Linked DNA regions of Zea mays: region 1 is linked to region 2. The links are chromatin contacts, called in public Hi-C maps. All regions are on one chromosome and are shown on one strand. Each heading gives the region's core, a stretch centred on a gene start, on an enhancer-like site or on the middle of the called end of the contact. The rest is flanking DNA. Distances are from core to core; before and after follow the strand shown. Region 1 holds the start of LOC100276991 (adenylyl-sulfate kinase). Region 2 holds the start of LOC541916 (D-type cyclin).

Evidence for each region. Hi-C and Micro-C count contacts between places; a contact is called where the count stands out from the background.
Region 1: a Hi-C map of ear shows a contact between it and region 2, with 1.7 times the contacts expected there. The contact joins the promoter of LOC100276991 here to the promoter of LOC541916 in region 2. A contact is called at or near these places in 3 of 25 Hi-C or Micro-C datasets (ear, leaf and tassel).

What each region holds. Positions count from the first base shown.
Region 1 is chr9:154,331,386-154,338,636 of Zm-B73-REFERENCE-NAM-5.0, forward strand. LOC100276991 (adenylyl-sulfate kinase) reads left to right here and starts at 1,806. Exons shown (of 7, transcript NM_001150669.2): 1 at 1,806-2,198; 2 at 3,145-3,285; 3 at 6,109-6,258; 4 at 6,325-6,443; 5 at 6,515-6,599; 6 at 6,699-6,745. The coding sequence starts at 2,027.
Region 2 is chr9:154,168,727-154,175,364 of Zm-B73-REFERENCE-NAM-5.0, forward strand. It overlaps LOC541916 (D-type cyclin), which reads left to right and starts at 3,458. Exons shown (of 5, transcript NM_001111579.2): 1 at 3,458-4,037; 2 at 4,113-4,199; 3 at 4,305-4,599; 4 at 4,698-4,834; 5 at 4,974-5,665. The coding sequence starts at 3,747. The coding sequence ends at 5,225.

The DNA.
Region 1 (7,251 bases), core at 556-3,055, 160 kb after region 2:
TAGACAAATATGTTAGTACACAAAAACCAATGTACTAAGTCTAGAATCATACCTTATTGATGATTTGTACTTCATCCACCATTTTGCACAATTTACTTAAGCCATTTGTGTTGGACACTTAATCACCAAAATACTTATAAATGACTCAAGGGCACATTTCCCTTTCAGGTATCATTCAACAAAGTTCAAGTCCCTTTGCCTCGCCTGTGCTGCTAGTTAAAAAGAAAGATAGTGAGTGGCGTATGTGTGTGGACTATCGTCGACTGAATGCACATACAGTCAAAATAGGTTTCCTATGCCTATTTTCGATGAGATTGTCGATGAGTTGGGTGGAACATCTGTGTTCTCAAAATTGGATCATTGATCGGGCTATCACCAAATTCACATAAAAGAGGGTGATGAGTATAAGACGACATTTCAAACACATCACAGGCACAATGAGTACCGAGTTATGCCATTTGGCTTAATAGGAGCACCTACTACATTTTAAAGAAACAAGCGTAGCATCCAGCCGAATAATTTTAAAGATAGCATCACAGGGCAATTCCTCAACCAAACAAACCCACAGGCACCACAAACCACAAGTCGAAGGGCCATCCAAACACAGGTATTATCAGTAACACAAGGGTAACTTAGAGATGCAACATCCCTCAACTTTGCTTTTAAAAAAAAAGTGTAGCATCCAGCTGAATATTTTTAAAGATAGCATCACATGGCAATTCTTCAACCAAACATACCATCAGGTACCACAAGCCACAAGTCAGAGGGCCAACCAAACACATGTCTTATCAATAACACAAGGATAACTTAGAGATGCAGCAGCCCTTAGCTTTGCTTTTTGAAAAAAGAAGCAAGTGTAGCATCTAGTTGAACAATTTTAAAGAAAGCATCACATGGCAATTCTTGAACCAACCAAACCCATAGGGACCACAAGCCCGAAGTAAGAAGCCAATTCATATTAGTAGTTCCTATCAACCATCAGTTATAATAGTTTCATTAATTCAAGCTTTTCATACAATAACATATGTACATATCGCAATGTTGTACAAAAATATTCATTGGTTCAGGTCACATGTAACAGAATGCAAACCTTACCGAAGGACGCCACGCCTCCTCAGTGCACACGACGGCGACACGAGCCTGATTCAATGCACACACGACTTTTCCCCGCCTCAACAACAGTTTGAAGAACATCATAGGTAGAAACCACATCGTTATCTAGAGAAGATGTGACACAGAAGTCACCAGCGACAACCGCTGCGGCAAATGAAGCACTTACGGTGTCATGAGCTACATCAACGGTCGCAGAGCACTTATGAGCACACAGCTCAGCGCCTCAGCCGCCGCATCCATAGCGCCACGGACAGTGAAGCTAGGATTACACACAAGGGAAGATGGGAATCGAGGGTGCGGAATCTTATCGCGCAGGTATAGGGATGAGAATGGGGGAATATAGGGAGGAGAAGAACAAACCTAGCCTAGATGGGGAACGGTCGAACGGAAAAGCAGACGGCGTAAACGGACGGGAGGATGAAGATCGGAGACGGGCAGGAAGAGAAGAGTGCAGCGGCTAATGGTCATCAGCCGGGACTGATGCCAAATCTTCAACTAGTGGATGATTATGATGCCCAATACTTCAATTGCTGTGTTCAAGAGCCCAAAGATCTGAAGTCCGCCAAAGACGTTGCCAAATATACAAAAAAAATCTCGTAAAAACGAATGCTCAGTTATAGTTCGAAGAGAACCTCTGTCCTCTGGTCACACGCAGCAACCACCGACCCAGACGCTGAGACGCACCCCACATCCACGCATTTTCATTTCATCAATCAAACAGAACCTCTGGTCACACACACGCAGCAACCACCGAGCCCAGCGCCCGGCCCAGCCAGCCAGGGCCAACGGCAAGGCAACACCCTCCTCAGCCCGACGCCGACGCTCGCCGTCATCCTCGTAAATCCACAGCGCGCGCCTCCCGTCCTCCCAGGCCTCACCCCTAGCGATGCGCCACTCCCGGCGCTCGTGATCCATGGCCTCACTCCCCGTTCCTCACACTCTTCCGCGGGTCTCGCCAGCGATAGTGGGCGCCGCGAGGGGGAGGGCCGCGGTGCGCGTACGCACTGCCACCGCGGCATTGGGCGGTGGGTGCGGCGGCGGCGGCGGAATGGAGCAGCGCCACGGGGATGCCCCGCACAGCCCAGGTAATTCCTCGAGTTCCTCGGCTGGGGTCACTGTCATGGTGAAATTACCATCGGGAATTTCCCAGAATCCAGAGGGTGACGTGTCGGACGGGGCCGGGTGGTTGTTCCTGTACATGAGGTTATCTACCTGCTGCATCTGCTTCACTGGTCATCAGCCACTGCCGCTAACCTTTGTGTCCTGGCGATCATCCGGTAAGGATGATGGATAAGTAAATACGTGTGGAACTGGATCTCGAACTGGAGCCGATTGGACGTTTGACAGCGATGTTCTACTCCTGTTCTAGTATATTTCCCCCCTCTTTAAGAAGGGCAGTAGGAAGGTTGGTATTGTCATTCTGACGGCTCGCGTTCTGTTCTTTTGATGATTGTTCCTGGTCGCTCGGAGGGTTGTCATCATTCATCAATATCGTGGCGGCAGATAATTCTGGTAACTCTGGATCGTCTAGTTTTCCCGAAAGCATCTTAATCGTTCACAATGACCTAATAGCAATTCGTTCCACAGTGATGAGGAATCTTATAAATACATGGGATGGGACGGGTGGTGTTTTCAAATAAACTTGAAACGTGATGCCTCAATGGCATACATCTTATGAATTGAGGTAAAAGATAGTGATAACTTGTTAGTTCATCGTTCACAATTGACGAAAAAACATAATAATATAGGCAGGACAAAGAAACAAACCACTTTGATTTATGTGTCACTTTAGGATCATGGATAATATTCCTTACAAGAACTTTTATTTTTTCACAGTTTCCTGTAAATAGGAATATCAGCCTTTGTGTATCTGATGCTGTGAAGCAAACATTCGTTAAAAATATGCGTCGCGGTTATGTCCTTATAAGTTATGCTATGCCATTTTATTTACTTTTTACTGTTGTGCAAATGGATTGAACAACATGAGGAATAGAGCTGTACTAACCGTTTAGTGATATCCATCATCATCAGTGAAGGAGAAGCCTGTAATGTCAAACATTGGGAAATCGACTAATATTTTATGGCACAATTGCTTGATTGGACAATCTGATAGACAGAAATTGCTGGGACAAAAAGGCTGTGTCGTATGGATAACAGGACTCAGTGGTTCAGGTATGTTTTCAGTGGATTGTTGCCTTGAACTACTTGCTGGCTACAGCCTTTTTCTGTTTGGTTTTCAAATCCTTGGTCATGTACTCAGGTTTCTATGAGAGATTTCGTATTCTTTTTATTGAACAAAGCTTCCAGGTGCTATTGTTGCCACACACTTTCAGTTCAGTTCGGTAGCTTGCTTTGTGCTAGAATGCAAGATTTTTTTTCTCGAACACAGAAGACCTGTGTAACATTTCATTAAGAAGATAAAAGGAAACAAAGGAGAAGACCCCCCCCCCTCCCCTCGTTCACACACACAGTGACACAAGCCTCAGCAAGAAAATTAAAATCCCGAAGACAAGAAACAAAAATGACCCATCTAAGACGGCTAGAGCCTTAGAACCAGAGCAGATCACTGGCCTCCAACAATTGCCTCAGCTAGAAACTCCTGAAAACCTTTTGCACCTGCTGCACAATATAAAATGCACTCGTCAGTAATAGTCTGCAGTAAGATAGAGATGCTTGGGCTAGTGCCATTAAAGACAGTAATTTCAGTGCTTCCAGATTTCCCAAGAGACAAGTATAACCAGGCTGTTGATCCCTTTTTGGCAGCCTTTTGGCACACCCTTCACAGCTTGGCGCCACCAGCTTTGATGATGGCTGATGAGGAACTGAAGCCAATCTGAGCTTCTGTAGGATTATGTACCAAACCTGGCAGGTAAAGAGGCAGGAGACAAACAAATGTTGTACAGTTCGCCGTAAAAAAAATTGTTGTACAGTTTCATTTTCTTGGTCACAAAGGGGGCAAGCTGATCGGCTGTCCAGGAGTGATTCTTAGGACCTGTTTGGTTCTTAGTAACCAGGTTCCCGGAGGAACGTGGTACGCAGTACTCTATTAAAACAAGGTTTTAACACCACGGGAACCCACGTTCCCGGAACGAGGAACGTGGCCAAGTTCCACGTTCCCTGTTTCTAAGGTTTGGTTGAGCTGCGGCTTCTAGAAAAGTAGTTGTGAGCTGTGGAAAAGCTGTTGGGGGTGTGGGCTGTGAGAAAGCCAAAAGTTGTTTGGTTGAGCAGTTGTAGCTTCTAGAGAAACTATTAAGCGGACTCCACATGTCATCCACAGTCCTCTCCACTCAACTCTCTCCCTCTCTAATTGATGAGCGGACCTTGCTTATCTTCTTCCTCCCGTAGGCAGGGCGGGTTGCCAGGCCAGGGCAGCATCACGTGCCAGGGCCAGGCAGTACCCGTGCGCATTGGAGCCAGTGCTGTTTGCAGGGACCAGGTTAGCCTTTGTGTGGTCTCCGTTTCTCATGAGCACAAGTCATAGGTCGTGCGAAGGGAAAAAGAAAGAAGAACAACGAACAATATCTTTCGTAACCAGTGGCAGGTGGTTAATTTTTGCGAAAAGTTAGAAGCCCACAACAGTTGAAAGCAGGGGTGAGGGTGCTGTGAAATTTGTACTACAAAAAATCTGCTTTTGGCTATGGCTTTTGGGTGGAGGCTAACTTCTTTGGTTGGCTTTTGGCTTTTTGAGAAGTCAAAGCAAGTTGAAAAACCCAAACAAAGGGGCCTTAATAGCAAGCCTGATGAAGAATTTGCAGCGAGGGCGAGATGGTCGGGGTGGCAAGTCTTCCTTACTCTCTTCCACGGTGCAAACTGAATTGTGCCAAGGATGAAAGCAGCGTAAGCCGGTTTACTAGTATAGGATCCAGATTTGGAGAGCTGCCAGTGATGCTGATCAGACATCTCTGGTTGTAATGGGAAGTCATCTACCAGGTCCCAGATCAGAAGATACGAAGCAGAGGGACCAGCAGAGCACCCTTTATATCAGAAACTCATCAACGACCAGCATTACTATCCACAACCGTGTGTTGCTTAATAACCCTCTTAGGAACTGTCTTGAGAAGGTTAGGAGCTAAATCTTCTGTGGTTTTTTCACCCAATCATCTATCAGTCCAGAACGTACTGTTTCAGTCATTTCCAACCACAGACTTCACAGCCACCTTGAAGAGGGCTCGAGCATTAAGCAAAGTCAGCCCAAGGGCAAGAAGCAATTAGTCATTTAATTTGAGTGTCAAGATTCAACAATATGCTCATACATGCTTAGAGTTCTTTCCCAATTATTTTAATGCAAGTCATTTCCTCACCATATGATAACATATCTGGTTATATTGAACTAAATCGAACTTTGGATTTGAACTTCTATACAATCTAAACACTTCTTACATAAGCTTACGTGAGCTAAATGTCGTATTAGTTTTACGTCTTCTCTATAGGCAGCTGAATGCTGGCATCTTGATGACCATGAATCACTCAGAATGTAGTGTTGCCCTGTTGGCAAATGATTTTCACCAGCTGGTTTGCTGCCTAGTTAACGTCTTCACAACACAATAAGGACCAAATCTGGCATCCTTTGTGTATTGGCATCAATGCAGGAAATAGCTCTTCACCCTGTACTCTGATGATGCTTCTACTAGATTCATTTTCAAATTGATTTCTTAATATTTTAGCACTCCCTGTGCTACACAGTGATGGTGATTTTGGACAGTGTTAACATAATTACCTGTGGACCATGTTTGCAATGTTGTTCATACAGACCGTGGTTTCTTTTCTTTTGCATGTTGTTCTAAGTTAGCTTCTGAGTGGCTGAGTGTTATTTCAGAATTTGCATTGTTTCAAGAACTTGCATGTTGGTCTAAGTTAACACTTCCTGGTGACTGTTTGGCTACCATTAACCAAAGTGTGTGGTTTCTTCATTCTCTATCTATAGAAGTACTGGACTCATAAATATATTAGCATAAGGAAGTCATCACAATAACCTGCCATCTTTTTGTATGCCAGGGAAAAGTACTCTTGCATGTGCACTGAGTCGTGAGTTGCATTGCAGAGGCCACCTCACGTATGTACTTGATGGTGACAACCTCAGACATGGCCTAAATAGAGATTTAAGCTTTAAGGCAGAAGACCGTGCAGAAAATATACGAAGAGTTGGTAAGTTCTGATAAAAGAAGACGATTCACTAGAAATTCTTTCACTATAGCCAAATCTTTTGTGCAGGTGAAGTGGCAAAGCTTTTCGCTGATGCTGGTGTCATATGCATTGCTAGCTTGATATCTCCATACAGGAGAGATCGTGATGCATGCCGTGCTCTACTTCCACATTCTAACTTTATTGAAGTATGCCCACTTTGATTCGTTTAAGTTTTGTTAGTGTTAATAATCTATCTAACTACATGCAATCTCTGTAGGTATTTATTGATTTGCCCCTAAAAATTTGTGAAGCTCGTGATCCTAAAGGCCTATACAAGCTTGCACGTACAGGAAAGATTAAAGGTACAGTCAGCCTTTGAACCCTTTCTAGACATTCAAGTTTCCTCTTTGGGACATCCCAGGTGAAAGAATTGACTTCAAGCATTTCCATCTGACAAACAGGTTTCACTGGAATTGATGATCCATACGAACCACCAATTAATGGTGAGGTGAGCCTGAAGAGCATGCCTTCCTTCATAATCACGCCGTACAATTGCTAGAGTAAACTGAAACTCTGAAATACAAAGTCGTCATCAGCCACTATTGATGTGGTGCTTCCTTCATGATCACACCGTACAATTGCTAGAGTACACTGAAACTCTGAAATACAAAACCCTTCATTATGCTGTGACTACTGAAGTTTAGCACAAACAATCACTTCGTTTCTACACTCTTATTCCTTAACATTGAGAAATAAAAAATAACTGCCGGTGATAAGACAGCTCTGGGCATTGTGTGATAGAGAGGACCTCTCACGCAATCTAAGAAGACCTCTGTGTTAGAGTGTGTGTTCCTATATTATCCATGTATCCGTAGATGGGCTGGCACCGCTGTTAGGCTGCTGGCCTATTAGGGTTAGAGTTTTTTGGATCTATATATGTAGCCCTCCTCTATGCAATACACAAGGATTCTCACTCTCTTACACTCTGAACCCATGCCTCACTCCTACGTAGTG
Region 2 (6,638 bases), core at 2,208-4,707:
CCCTTCCCTCCCGTCAGCAGTAGAGACGCAAGAAGATGTAGACAACCCGTCTCTCTTCCCACAAGCACGATAGAGGAAAACACACGAGACACAAGCAGGTATTTGCCCACACAACCCTAACTAGGGTTACTTAACAAGTGGGAGCTGCCCAGTCTCTGCAAATAGATTGGCAGGGTTTAGGGGCCCGGCTAATAAGGCTGCAATATAATGATACAGTACACTCGAACTTCGATTGGTTCCGGGCTGTCCGCGGGTGGGCATGGCCAACACTTACAGATGGAGTCCTCAACGCCAGGCCCAGCCCAACCGAAGCAAGGGACAAACATGGGCCGCGGGAGGAAGACTACGATCTTAGCCCGCATGTCCCGATCCGTGAACCGAACATTAAGCCTGGTAGTATAGTACTACTACCTCGCACGTACACACAAGTCAATGACAGATAAAATGACAGATAAGCTGTGTGTGGTGTGGTAGACCGTAGACGACGGTCGGCACTGCCTTCCTGCATGTGCTTCGACTTCGATCGACTGCGTACTCCTCCTGCACTGCACTGCACATGCAAGGTAGACAAGCCGCCAGATCTGACGGCGCGTACGGGACGCTACGTATCCTTCCTTGCCAACTCATACACGCGCGACTGCATACCGTCGTCTACATTGACTGACTTGCGAGACCTCCCGCGCGGCTGGGGCTGTACCTGATTCGGCTTTTTTTTGTTTGTTGAGGGCCACTCACAGTCACAGTACACGGTCCCTTCATGCACACCGCATTGGATTCGCGTGGTCAAAGCTCAGGACGACGTTCTCGTTTTCAATTTTCATCAAACACAGTGGTTCGTCCTTTGGGACTGCTGGCTGCTGCAACTAGCACTAGTACACTACTGAAGCACTGAGCTACACTGCTCATACAACAACACGGTTTCTTTTTATTATTATCAGCGAAGAATAGTACACTGCCATCGACGATCCATTCTTGCCCAGACAGCCCGCTCGAATTCTCACCCGCAAGACCCCAAACCACGCCACTGCTGACACGTCTGGTCGGTTGTGTTCGTTCGCACGCGTGCATGCACGGGATCGGCGGAAGACGCCGCATCGGGATCGAGCGAGGCTGCGGCCGCCCCGCGCTCCAAGCCACGCGCGCGCGTCGATCCCACCCCACAGGCCGAACGTGAAGCCCTTCTTCGGCGTCGTCGCAGCTCACAGCCGGCCCGCGACAAGGAGACCGGGTCCAGGGCGCGTCGCGTCGCGTCAAGTCCGCCGCCCGATCGGACGACCGCTTGTGAGTCTGGGATCCGCCCCCAAACCCAAAGCCGTACGTATTACGTCGCGCGGCTTGCGCATGCGGCCAGCGGACCCCCGCCAGCTCCGCCAGCCCGCCGCCGCGCGTCCAGTGATCTCGTGATGGAGAGCCCGCCCGGCCCTCTGGACGCGCTCGCTCGGCCCCCAGCCCCAACTGGTCGCGCTGCGTGCCATACTGCCATGCCAGCACACGAAGAAAAGTGCCTACGGCTACGGCTCACGCGGCACCCACCCGACTACCCGAGGCCTAAGCGTTTGGCTGGCATCCGTCCGCGCTGCTCCGGCGAGGCATCGCCTCCGCTGTATTGCATACTCCCTCCGTTTCTTTTTATTTGTCGCTGGATAGTGCAAAATTACACTATCCAGAGACAAATAAAAAGAAACGGAGGGAGTATTTGCCCGCCGACCCGGTGGATCCATGTGCTTCCCACGGCAAGTGCAGCCGTGCATGCCATGCAGGCATGATACGAATTCACGATACGACTAATCAACCGGGGGGGGGGGCGACCAATGCTGTAGGCCCGGGTACAGCACGGAGGCCAGGCCACGAGCTGGTACAGCCCCGCGCAGCCCGGCCTGTGACTTGCGATGCGAGGGCTTCCGTCCCCGTCCGTGGGAGGAGGATGTTTTTTGCGCTTGTCTCCGGCCCTCTGGCTCCGTCCGTCCTTGGCGCCTGCACGATCCCGTTCCCGTCTCCCCTTCGCCGTGGTCGCTGTGGTGGTGCTAGCGCCGTTTCCGTCCGTCCCTGACTGCAACATCAAACGGGATGCTCCGTCACGTGCAGGTGTATCAGCCGAGTCAAATGCAGCAGCCAATCATCGAGGCGTTAACGCCGTGCTCACCTGCTGTACTGCAACACCCAACGACCAACCAAACCTTCGCAGGTCCGATCGATAGGACAACATCCTTGTTGGCTGCCTCGGTACAGCCTCATCCCGCGTGCAGGTCCTCCAGAGATTATTGTTACTGCTACCTCCGTCTACCAAAAGGTATAATAATTGTAGTTTCTTTCTCCAGACAAAGGTATCTCAAGTTTGGTTGCATTTATATCAAAAAAAAATTGATATCCACTACTCGTCCCAAAATAATATTCATTTTAGCTATTAATTTTTATGTCTATATATTTAAATGAATATTGATGAATCTAAATATATATATATATATATAACATATACATCAAATATTGTATGAATCTATAAATCTATTAATTATCTAAAATAAATTTTATTTTGAGACAGATTGAGTATTATATTAAATAGGTATATGTATTGTATAAAGAAACTGATTCTACCTATTTAATATTATAAATACGGAGACATTCTATATAATTTATTTAAATTGATTGCATTACTCCTAGTCATAGGGAGTGTGCTCGAGAGAGCTTGCAACACAATGTCGTAACGATCGGTATTCGCATGAACCCCGTAGAGGTCTACTTTGAAGTTTTTTATATGAGACATTACAACTTTACTTTGAAGTTTTTTGTATGAGACATTACAACTTTCACGGATAAAAAAAATTACTGTTATTGTCGTCGTGATTGCAAAGTAAGTATAAAAAGAAGCTAACGGTTAGCTGATAAAATTATATTTAGGCTAACAATTAGTTCATTAGTTTACTGAACCCAGTAAAATAATTTGCTAGCTGTCTAGTTATTAGTCCTGCGGGTTCCAAACAAGGCCAAGAAACTAGTGGCCTCCAGGAATCGAATGACGACCCACAGATTTAAACGCTAAATCGTTACCATCTCTAGGAACAAAGCATTGGTCTCTAACACTGTAGCTTGTGTTGGTTTATGTAAATTAGATGTCTCTGCTAGTTAGGCACCTAATGCGTAGAACACCTACTAAGGATGATCCCCGCTGGTTGCATCCCTGAAGATGTAAATTATTTTTCTTCAAAAAATCATCATAATACACATGACTATCCATGAAGATGTATCCAAAAAGATATCCAGAAAAATATATCTGAAAATTTATCAGGTTATCCGAAATTCGACGGATATCAGTCATCCGATATTTGTATCCAATATCTAAACTATACTATCCGGATTCGAACCCAAAAAAACTATCAGACTGAATAATTAGCCTCTTGCAACTATAGGGTCATCAAATAACATCCATAAAATTTACATCCTAACTCCACCTCCCATTCCTCTACGCGCAACTCCACCTCCCAATCTCCCATGACTCCATTTCATTTCTCTACCTCTCCAGCTGCCCACTTCTCCCCTGTGCTCGCGGGCGCGCGCGAGTGTGGAGAGAAGGGAGGGAATTCCCCCCTTTCTGTTCGGCGCCGTGCTCGCGCACACACCCGCACGCCCCACGCTGCACGCCGCCTTTTCCTCCGTCTTGCTGCTGCAAGTCCGCAACCACTGGAGGAAAAATCTTTTCCTTCACTTTTCTTCCCTTTCCCCCCGCGCATGCACGGGCTCTGATTGACGCCATGGGGGACGCCGCCGCCGCCGCAGCCTCCACGTCCGCTCCCACCACGCCCACCTCCATTCTCATCTGCCTGGAAGACGGCAGCGACCTTCTCGCCGATGCCGACGATGGCGCCGGCACTGACCTAGTTGTCGCCCGCGACGAGCGTCTGCTTGTCGTGGACCAGGACGAGGAGTATGTAGCGCTGCTCCTGTCCAAGGAGAGCGCGTCAGGCGGCGGCGGCGGCCCGGTGGAGGAAATGGAGGACTGGATGAAGGCCGCGCGCTCCGGATGCGTCCGCTGGATCATCAAGGTCGTTAGCGCGCTCTTCCTCTTTCGCCATTTTTTTTTGGCTAATGTCCATATCTTCTTTCTTCGGTGCTCGCAGACCACGGCGATGTTCCGGTTCGGCGGGAAGACCGCTTACGTCGCGGTGAATTACCTCGATCGCTTCCTGGCGCAACGGCGAGTCAATGTAACCACCGATTGCCGGACTCTCCTCCTTCCGTTGTCGCGTGTTTGAATGATGTACTGACTGGCTGTGCACCGCGGCCGTCTCTGGCGGTGACGGTGGGTTCAGAGGGAGCATGCGTGGGGTCTGCAGCTGCTCATGGTGGCGTGCATGTCGCTGGCGACCAAGCTGGAGGAGCAGCACGCTCCGCGGCTGTCGGAGTTGCCGCTGGACGCGTGCGAGTTCGCGTTCGACCGCGCGTCCGTGCTGCGGATGGAGCTCCTCGTCCTGGGCACCCTCGAGTGGCGGATGGTCGCCGTCACCCCCTTCCCCTACATCAGCTGCTTCGCGGCGCGGTTCGGGCAGGACGAGCGCCGGGCGGTCCTCGTGCGCGCCGTGGAGTGCGTCTTCGCGGCGATCAGAGGTTGGCCCTTTCCTCTCTCTCACCCCCGCGCGCATTCCCTTCCGTTCCATGGAGTCGGAGAGGATCGCGGCCGGGACTGACATTCGTTTGCATTGCAGCGATGAGCTCGGTGGAGTACCAGCCGTCGACCATCGCCGTAGCATCCATCCTCGTCGCTCGCGGCAGGGAGACGCCCGCCGACAATCTGGACGCGCTCAAGGCGATCCTGGGCTCATCATTTCCACAGCTAGACACCGTAAGCCCCTCCCGCCGTGTCTGTGCATCCATCCGCCGTCGTCTCGCAACGCGTTGCAATCACCCCTTCCGGGAAGGGAGGCTGCTGGCGGAGAGCGCAATGATGAGTAACAAATGCGGCCGCTGTTGGTGTCTGGCAGGGGCATGTGTACTCCTGCTACAGCGCAATGATTCGGGAGGACGACAAGTCGCCGACGCAGTCGACGTCGACGTCGACGGGGGTGGCGTCCTCGGGCGTCTCTGTCGCCGCGCACGCCGGGGGGAGCGGGAGTCCCAGCCCCCCGGGCGCTTCCGTGTCCGTGGGCGCCAATAATGCCGCTGGCACCGCCCCGCCGGCAACCACGGACAACCGCAACAAGAGGAGACGGTTGCGCTCACCTCAGCGACAGTAGGAGCAGCTCAGCTGCTGGCAGTGCATTGCAGTGCAGTGCAGTCCAGCTGCGTTTTCTTTTTTCAGCTCACCATTTCCTTTTGCTGCCGATTGTTTCTTCAGGGGTGGCCGTAGAGTGATTTGGTAATTTAGTGCCGGAAAGATTAGTGCGGTGTCGCAGAGTGATTTGGTAATTTAGTGCCGGAAAGATTTCTTTGTTTTGAGGAGATCTTTCGCGGGACCAAAGGGAGGGGGGCAGTGTAAAGACGACAGAACAAGCGTGAAGGCCTCGAGAGTCGAGACCTCACAGGGTACCGCCTAGCGCCTACTGGGGTGAAAGTGAAGTCAAGGAGTCGGGAGGGTGTGTGTGAATACCGTTTGTAGCAGCTAGTGCGTCCGTCTGTCTTTTTTTTTCTTTCTGTTTATTAATTATTAATAGCCTGCTAGATTTCATTTGATTTCATCTTTATTAAATACCCCACCACATAATAAGAAAGTATCATAACCGATGACGAGGCACGAGACACCGGTGCGCGTCCCTTGGTACGCGTGCAGTGCGGGTTGCCGTGCACAGCCGGCAGCTGAGAGTAGTTTAGCGTCTGTCAGGATTACCGGACTAAATTTTAATCCGTCGTTAAATAATAAGCTAAATGTACATTTTTTCAATGAATCCTACTGTGCTTAATAGTTAGTCTCTGTTATATAATGATTAGTTTAAACCTTCTATTTAGCATCTAAATGTAGACTAAAGTTTACCCTTAGTCCATGGAAACATATGGCGCGGATCCTGAAAGAGACGCTCGGGGCGTGTTTGCGACGTGTATCTGGCCGGCTCGGCCTGCTCGTGTGAACCAGGCTAACTTCAGTCGATCTCAACCGGTACAATGTATCTTGTTTGTGCACTTGTACCAAATAAATCTGGCCCAAGTGAGCCAATGTTTGCCACACGTAGACAACCAGGTTAAAAGTCAGTTTTGTTTCTTGGAAGCAGCCACGAGGAGCTGGTTTGCGCCACCGGCAGCCGAGCTCCAAAAAAACGGAGCCTGCCTTCATTTTCTGGGAGCCAGGCTGAAGAACCACTTTTGCACCCGCAGGGCCGAGCTCTAAAACAAATCAAGCTACACAAACACATACGTTGCATCCCGCGAGCACAGTCAGGCCAGCAGGCCAAGGTCGCAAACGTGCCCTAGGTAGCTGCTGGCTGCCTTCTTTCTGACGGCGTTGCCTTTTGTGCCGTGTCATCAAATCGGCTGCTCGCAAAGTCGCAACCACGGTCCATGGGCATGGCCTGGCCCCCCGCTGTGGTTGGGAGATGGTTGGCACTGTTCGTGTGTCTACTCTATTTTCGTCGCATCAGGCTATCCGCACTCATACTACTCTAAATTCATACTCTAAAAGGAATATTCTATCCTCGTCAGCAAGATTATCTACTCTA